Regions from separate parts of the Mus musculus genome. Here region 2 is linked to region 1. The links are chromatin contacts, called in public promoter capture Hi-C maps. All regions are on one chromosome and are shown on one strand. The core of a region is the stretch at or near the end of the contact, and the rest is flanking DNA. Distances in the headings are between cores, read along the strand shown.

Region 1 (4,262 bases), core at 1,242-3,741:
CACTACCCTTGCCCTACAGGACACAGTCAGCAAATGCCCATTGCTACTCTTGACTAAGAGATCTCTATGAATTAACTTAAACATTACTATTTTTACACCAGGAAGAGACACTCAATAACCTTCCCAAAGCTACACAGTGTGTGGTCCAGCAAGGTTCAGGCCCAGATCTCCCCGAGTCTATAAATTCTTTCCCACTTCGTTATAAGAAATTTTGTCCTAATAGCTCATGTGGTTTTCCCATACATCAGGGTCTGCCAATCCAGGATCAGCCATTAGCTAGTATTACTTGTTCACTAATTAGTTATTACCAGATGTGGTGGCATATGCTCATGATGCCAGCACTGAGAAGGCTGAGGCAGGAGGATCACACAGATAGCCTGGGCTACAGAGACCCTGTCTCAAAAACTGCAACAGTGACAGAAGCAACCAGTTGTTGGGTATCCACAGTAACATCTTGGTTTCATCTCAGTGCTGCCTGGGTCAGGCACAGCCTTCCACCAGAGTTTGTGCTCCAGTTGGGCTAAGACACACTTGGTGGTGTGGGTAATAGGAGGCAGAGGGTTGTGAGTGCCAGCTCAGACCTGGAGCTGGGGAAGGAGTTGGCAAACATCTCCTCTTATTTGGACATCCATCCGCATATGTTGATGGTCTTGAGGCTGGGAACGTCATTCCACTGATTTGACAAGTAGCAAGATCAGACTCAAAAGCTTGGTGCTCCCATGCAGAATTCTTCTACTCCCTTGGGCCCAACCCAGTCTCCCTTACAAAGGCTCTTCTTTCTCAGTGCTCCTTCATTTCCTGTCTTTACGGCAGCCACCCTCCCAGCCTCTGGCCTTTCTTCATCCTAAATCACTCTGTACAGGGCCACAGATGAGTTTCTAGATCTTGGTCTCAGGCTCTCCCACTCTGCATAACTGAGGTCATACTACCCGTGCAAGAGTGCTGCCAGGATGACGACCTGAATTCCATCCGCTCCCAGCCTCCATTTGCTGGGCTGTTAAATGGGGACGTATGTCAGCCTGATACAGAGCTGTGTGAAAAGGCTTGGTGTCTCTTAGTTCATCTCTAGCTCTCCTCCACTGCCTGGTCCCCCACTCCCAGCCCCCACCTTCCAGACAACCTATTCTATTTTGCTTGCCTCAACTTTCCTGCCTTGCTAGTCCCCATTTTCTCTGCCAGTTTAAATCCTATCGGTCCAGCTGGGCTCAGCTGGAAGCTCGGCTCCTCTATAAAACCTCCCATGAATAACCAGAGCCCAGAACAGCGTTTTCAATCTGTGTTTCTATGGCACCTTCCATTGCCTTGAAATGCTAAAATTTGTTTCAAGTACTTCCACCCCGTCCTTCTCGGCTCCCGAGGGCCATTATATCCCACAGCAGGGGTGGCGGGTGGAGACCAGCGAGTAGTTCTGCTGGTATTTAGTATGTGCTTACTGGAAGGATTAAGGGGCCAACTCTGTCTATACAGAACACAGAACTTCCAAGTCCACTCGACAAGGCTGTAGGCATGGCTGTCACTGCTGGTTGTATTCTTAGAATAAACAGAACCCAGAAGCCCTGTGTCTGGCCAGGGACACTAATCTAAAGCCAGTCATGAAGAATGGCCCCCTAAAGAAGCCCCGACTTGCAGAAGTCCCTACACCTTGAGCCCCATCTTCTCTCATCTTGACTTTCCAGGCTCTGATTGGGTGTGGCGTGCTATGAAGCTTAGCTCTGGTACCTATTCTTAGTGGGCCACACTGAAGGCCTCTCAAAGACTTGGGCCTGAAGCCTTCACTGCAGCAGACCTACTCTTCAAGTAAGCCCCAATGTGTGCTGGTGACCCCAATTTTCTGAGCCACCAAGCAGTAGCCCAGCACCCATTTTCTGGGTCCTGCTTTACCTCCTAGTTTCATGGCTTCACGATGACCAGCCTGCAGGTGTAGAACCCTGCGGCCAAGTCCCTGTGTAGACCTGTCAGCGCCTCCCTTAATCCCTCTGAGACTAACCATGTGCCAGGAGACTGGAAGCAGTACTGAAAAGGCTACAGAAGAGCCGCCAGTGCCCATGGACAAACTCGCCCACGGCTTTTGTCCTGTCCACCGTTAACTTGGGGAGGGTAGTACCGTGCAAAAATGTGGTCACAGCCTTAAGCGGTGCCTATGAGCCACACCTGTCCTACAAGCTGAATTTCCCATCTGTTCTCTTGGCTTTTGCAAGAGAGTGGGAGGGAGCATCAGCAATGCCACTTATTTCTCCCCTGACCCCCAAGCGCTATGCCCTTCTCCCTCTCTTCCATAAGCCTTGGGTCTTGATGCAGAAGGACCGCTCAAACTACAGCATCGGGCCCCACCCAACTCCTTCCTCTGGGATGTGTGCAAGTGAGGCAGAAGGGGCTTCTGGCCACTCAGGAGTTAAAATGGCAGCGGGACTGGAGGGGGTTGGCGTGGCAAGCAGACAGGGAGGAGGCGACCGGAGTGGGCTAGGGAGGTTGGGAGCGCGGCGGAGCAGCTAGTGAGGAGGACGAGCGCGAGCAGCCAGGAGGGAGGAGGCGCGGCGGGGGCGCCGGGCGCCGCGGGCCTGCTCCGTGCTCCGCAGACGCGCGGCGCTCCGGGAGCGCCGGCCCTGGCCGCCAACCTCCAGCCGCGGCGCGCAGGATTGGGGACACTGTCATTCTGCTGACGCCCTCGCAGGCTCAGCGTTGAGACCACTCCCAGGACAAGTGTAGGTTGGGGAAGGCGCCCGGCGAGCCTCCCGGGCCTGGGTAGCAGCGCGCCGTGGAGCAGCGATCCCAGCCGGGAGGCGAGTGACGGACATAGGACAGCGCCCGCGCGGTGAGTGTGCGGCTCCCTGGCGGCCGGGACTGTGGACTCCGAGGACGCTGGCTTGGCCTTGAGGGTCGCCGAGATCCTGTCCCCGCGGCCCGGGCTTTGATGACCCGATGGGGGAGGGGAGCGCGGCCGCGACCGCGGCGGTCGCCGAGATGCCTGCAGGAGAGCTGGTGATTTGGGGAGAAGGCCGGGAGGGGCGAAGGAAGGAGAGCTAGAGAATGCAAAGGAGGTGGCCGCTGCGCTGGCTGGACCGGAGCTGCGGGGGAGAGGGTCGGGGCCTGAACCAACTGGGAGAGGCCCCAACCCCTCAAACTGTTGCTGGGTAGCGGGGAGCCCTGGAGATGCAGAGGAGCCAAAGAGGTGGCCCCGGGGTTAGAGAGGGCGTGACAGAGGAGAACTCGCAGGATGGAAGCGCACTAGAGCCTAGGGGACTTTCCCTTCCTGGGAGCTCGGGTGGTGGCCGTGCAAAAAAGACAGGGTGGCCTTGGTTGGGTCTGTACAAAGTATCTGGCACCGAGAGTCAGGCTCCTCCCGGGCGGGAGACTAGGGTCTGACTGCAGTCTAAGATGGGACTTTTGGGTGGGGGAGGGGTCGGCCGGGCTAAGCCTGGGCGCTGTGCGGTTTAAAGCAGCTCTGAGGCCACCGCATCATGCCAGGGACAGGCTGGGCTGGCCAGCCACAGGTGGGCCGTCTGTCCTGCTGGCATGACAGGGTTGTGCGGGCGCAGACTGCCCAGCCAGCCAAGATCCTCGAGCGGCGGGGTGAGGCAGCTGAACTGAGCCGCTGAAGGAGAGAACTGGACCCCGGGGGTGGGCCCTAGCAGGGTGTTGCAATGCTCCCGGCTGCCCCTGCCCTTCCTCCCCCACCAAATGAACAGGAAGGAAAATGTCAGCTGGGCTTTGTGCTCTGTTCCTCAGGCTGCCGCAGCTCCCATCTGTTGAAGCCAACGCAGCTTCTAATTGGGCGACTGGCAGGGCTTGGAGGAGGGTGGGCTGGGCACAGCGCTGGCTGCCGCTGGTTGCCAGAGATGGACTGGCTGCCGTCTGCTTGAAGACCCCAGGAGGCAGGAGGGCACTGGAGAGAGCAGCCAGGTCAGGACAACAGGAGTGGCCTTTTGCCAGCGTCTTCACCATTATCTAGGGGACCCAGGAGCAAATATCTACCCGTCCTTACTTATCCAGAATGATTGACAGGCTTCATGAGCCTCGCCATCACTCTGGACAGTATTCTCTTTCTGAGGGAGAAGCGAGCAACCTCCTGTCAGTGGCCGCTGGGCTCCTTGAACAGTCCTCCAAAGAGCAGGGAGGACCAGGGCTGTGTGCACAATGCGAAGGCTCCCTGGCCAATGGGTCTTCTGCCTACCTTGTGGTGGCTTGACCCACTTTCCTGGCCAGGAGACGTTGTGAAGAAGCGGAAGGGAGAAGCACAGCTCGGGGTCTGTGCCTCTCTGGCC
Region 2 (4,262 bases), core at 1,211-3,710, 2.6 Mb after region 1:
CGACTCCGAGTGACACTCAGTGACAACGAGGCTCTAACTATGCAAAGTCTGCAGGCTCCCCTAGATCCCAGTGCTTAGGGACAGGGCAAGAGCAGGAGCTCAAGAAACATTTTCATTACAGAAACAATTTCCTCACCATCCAGGACTAAGAAGCTCGTGAACTCCCCCTAGGAGACCAGGTGCTGTCATTTCATGTAAAGAAGGGCCACAGCCAAAGAAGCTGTTAGAAGCGAACCTTTAGAAAGTATCTCAGAGTTAGCCAGTATGTAAAATTGGAGATGCTCAGGACCCAATGGGAGAGATTACTGTTAAAGACCCCTCCCGGAAAAGACTCTTAAGGAATGAACCACTATCCTCTAAATAAAAACAGGTATAGAAGGGGACAAGACTATTTTAAAGCCACTGAAGACTATTTTAAAGCCAATATTACTATATTCAACTCCAGACTTGATCCACCTCTGTAACCACATTCTGTACTTGAGTCATATACCTCACTACCAGCCGCCATTCCTGTTACTGTATCAGAGCTTGCCCCTGCCTCTCAGCAGGCCACTCACACATTATCAGTAGGTTATGGGGACAGGAGGGAGAACTGAGGTGGCCTTTATCAATTTACTCATCAGTGATCAGATCGAAATTCTGTACTTTTGATTTCAAGATCCCAAAAGGTAACAAGAGTAGGTGACAAGAACTTCAAAACGATCTCAAGGACGGTATAGGTGGCTGTGCCCTAGATGAGGCCATAGCATCTGGCTATGAGTTGAAGAAGAAATCAGAGTAAGACTAGAACTATTGTACAGTCTAAACATAAGCCGGCCTTTCACAGTTAAGGTGACAGCCATACATTTGGGATTAGCTCAAACACTGGGTATCATTCATGGGAGGTTTAATTAAGGATCGGTTTGCATCAGCCCAGCAACTAAATGCAAGTAACAAGTTAAACTTAGTAAGGTTTCTGCCCATCAGCGTTCTTTCTTTATACCGAGGGAGGCAGAGGCATGAACTGTAAAGTCAAGGAATTTGACCTAGAAACCTCAGGACAAGTTAGTTATGTGCTTCGTTCCAATAGCTTTCTTCCATTCACGGTTCCCTCTCTTAAGAGTCTGGTAATGTTATAAAACTACACCTGGCCTTTCAAAATAGTCTCTAACCTATTAAATCCCAATAGTCCCAACAGAAGGAAACTTGCCTTCAATAGTTGGTCATATTAGAGGATATAAAAACTAAATTCAAGGGAGGTTCCCCCACCACATCCACTTCTTTTCAATAAAAAGTCCTGCAGGAGTATTAACTCAAGGCTTTGAGGGTGGTTGGTCAAATATGGAAACAATCTCCCATATTTCTGAGGAAGCCTAAGTTTAAGGAGCAGTGGAAATATTCCCTTGAGCTTGGGGATTCCGAGGATCTGGAATTCCGAATCAGGTACGTTTCTTACATAAAGACCAAGGAGACTTGACCCTTTTTTCTGTTCTTTGTGAAAACAGGCCCGCTGAAAGCCCACTAAACAGGAAATTAAAAGAAAACGTCAAGCTAATAGTTTCTTCTCTAACACGTTAAAGAACATAACGGGAGGATGAGAACAAAGAATCTAAAACAAAGGAAGATCGGTTCCTGTACATAGAAATGCACAGTAATTTAATAATTGCCATTAAGTCTTTAAAAAACAAAAAACAAACGGGAAGCATGGTCGGAAAGTGAAGCGTCGTATGCATCGGATTGAGTTGATTTCTAGGAAAACGTGATGTGTCTGAACAACCAGCCAGATTTAAAACTCTGATGCTGAAACTTGTTCGATGGTGGCCGCCTCCTTAAGGGCCTTACTTCTGGCTCTTCTCTAGCTCCCTTCCCTGATCCCACTACAACAGAGCTGGTGAAGAAAACGGCAAAAAGACCTTGTCTTGGGCTCAGAGATCATCTAGATTGCGCGACACCGCCAGCACCACGTCGAACTTCATTTCTGTCCTCGGCAGAACCCCGCCACTATCTATCTATCTTTTCAAGTCTTCCCCCACCCCATCCCCGCTAAGGCTCCACCTCCCCCGACCCTTTCCTTTCAGACGCGCCACCCTTCTTCTAGGACTTTCCCAGCCACCAGCGGCACCCCCACCCCCACGTTTCCTAATCCACTCCTGACGCCCACCTCTCCGCTGGCTCAAGATCCCCAAATCCCTACGGTCAGCGGACTGTGCGGCCGGCCCTGGTCCGAACCATCCTCGTGACGGTCCCGCCTCACTCACCCTCTGTCACCTCCAGCACCTTAATCTGCTCCTCTGCAGCCGCCCGCACCTCCTGCACCGGGGACAGGATTCCGGTGAGGGTATCCACCAACGCCTCCTTCAATCCCTGTGCCACTGGACCCGGCAGCCCAGAAGCCGCACCAGCTGCCGCCGCTGCCGCCATCTTTCCTCCCCTCAGCCCGCCAGCCCCGCGGCCGGGACCCGCCACCGAATGACGGCTCCCGCGTACGGCCAATCCGCGAAGCCGCGCCTGCGCACCTAAGTACGCGGGAGCGGGCGGGGGGCGGGGATAGAGCGCAGCCTCGGGAGACAGCGCCTTCTGCTGCCGGAACCGAACCGCGATTCGCGGGCCAGGAAAGCTTTGGGCGTCTATGCACACACAGAATTCTCATAACGGTTTGTAGTCCTGAAGTCGCACGCGCTGTTAGAAAACGCGCTTGGAATAAAGGCGCGTAACCTTTGATGGCAAGGCCCTGATGGCAAGGGAGCAAGAAAGCTAATCCCGAGGGCGTGAGCACAGAAGGCCCTGCACCTTGTCTGCTGTGGATTGTAGTGGGATTGTAGATGCCCTCCCTCGCCTCGCCCATCACCGCTCTCTACCTGCATGATTCTAGGCCCAGATTTAAGATGAGTTAGGACAGAGGTCGGGCCTTAAGGAAGGGGGTCAGAATAGCATCTTTTTAAAACTAACACCCCTCCCCTCAACTAAAAACAGCAGTTATTCAGTTGGCTCCGTTTACAGTTTAGCTTTAGAGATCCTAAGATGCTGGGGAGCGGACAGGGAAAAGGAGACACGCAGAAAAACTGAAGTGAAATTGGCAGTGGGGAGTGGTTGCTTTAGAAAAATCCAGTCTTCTAGCTTTTTAGCTTAGATGAACCCAATGTCAAAAAGGGCTGTCCAGGGGAGACTACCTACAGGCGAAGGAGCATTTTTCTAGAATGATTTTTTTAAAAAAAATATTATCTACCTATTTGTCGTTATCTTGTTTTGAGACAAGGTCATATGTGGCCCAGACTAGCCTCAAACTTGCTCTGTAGCCCACACTGGCCTTGAACTCCCTTATCTTGATCTTTCTGTTTTCACCTCCCCCATTGCAGAGATTGCAGGTATGTGCCACCACACATGGCTCTAGAGTGATTCTATGAGTGTGACTACTATGAGTGAATCCTGCAAATATATAGCATTACTTAATTTTTTAAAAAGTGTTGGGGGAGGCCGGATGAAAGACACCCAAGCACCTGCCGTGGCTACCACTACGATGGATGAATGTGTGATGGGGAGATGGGAAAGATGGGGAGTGTGGTGGAGATGGAGGAGGAAACCAAGCTGAAGGGTTCATATACTGTGGAGAAAGGTGGAACTAGGGACTTGAAGGCAGTGAAGAATAGGGGGATATGAGGAGGCCATGCTGAGGTCCTGGCTCCAGCTGCCCCCAAGGGCCATGTCTGGGTTCCTGGTCCTGCTGCAGCTGGAGTTGCAGTCTGTGTCAATGTCTGGCACCTGAATTAGCATCAAAGGCAAAGTGGATGTCAGTGGTCTGGGCTGCTACCAGAGACCATGTGGATATCTGAGAGGCATGCTGCCAGAGGGAGGGGAGACATGCTAATCTGAATGGCTGCACTTGATACCGTGGGACATCTGGATCCATACTGCTTCGGGGGTCCACCTGTCTGGGTTAGAGGTCCTATGGCAACCAGGTCTGTGTTGATATCCCAGGCTGTTTTACCACCAAAGGCCATGCAGATGTCCCTGGTCAGGACTGCTGCCTGAGGCACTATTCTGAGCTGGCCCTGCCCCTCGCCTGGGCAACATAGTAGAGCTGACCCTGAGGGCAAGGGACTGGGTAAGCTAGCCCTGAGGACATGAACACAGAAGGCCCTGCACCTTGTCTGCTGTGGATTGTGGCCGGCAAGGGAGAGATGCCCTTACCCCACCCGACCCCTCTCTACCTGCAGTAGGTGGGAGAGCTGGCCCTGCCCCTCACCTTAGGAGAGTGGGCCCTGCACCTTGCCTGGGCAGCACAG

The links. Promoter capture Hi-C pulls out the DNA fragments that hold promoters and counts their contacts.
Region 2: a promoter capture Hi-C map of pre-B cells shows a contact between it and region 1, with 4 times the contacts expected there. The contact joins the promoter of Ipo9 here to the promoter of Lrrn2 in region 1. A contact is called at or near these places in 2 of 39 promoter capture datasets (cranial neural crest and pre-B cells).

What each region holds. Positions count from the first base shown.
Region 1 is chr1:132,877,864-132,882,125 of GRCm38.p6, forward strand. Lrrn2 (leucine rich repeat protein 2, neuronal) reads left to right here and starts at 2,492. Exons shown (of 2, transcript NM_010732.4): 1 at 2,492-2,812.
Region 2 is chr1:135,428,031-135,432,292 of GRCm38.p6, forward strand. It overlaps Ipo9 (importin 9), which reads right to left and starts at 2,461. Exons shown (of 24, transcript NM_153774.1): 1 at 2,238-2,461. The coding sequence starts at 2,400.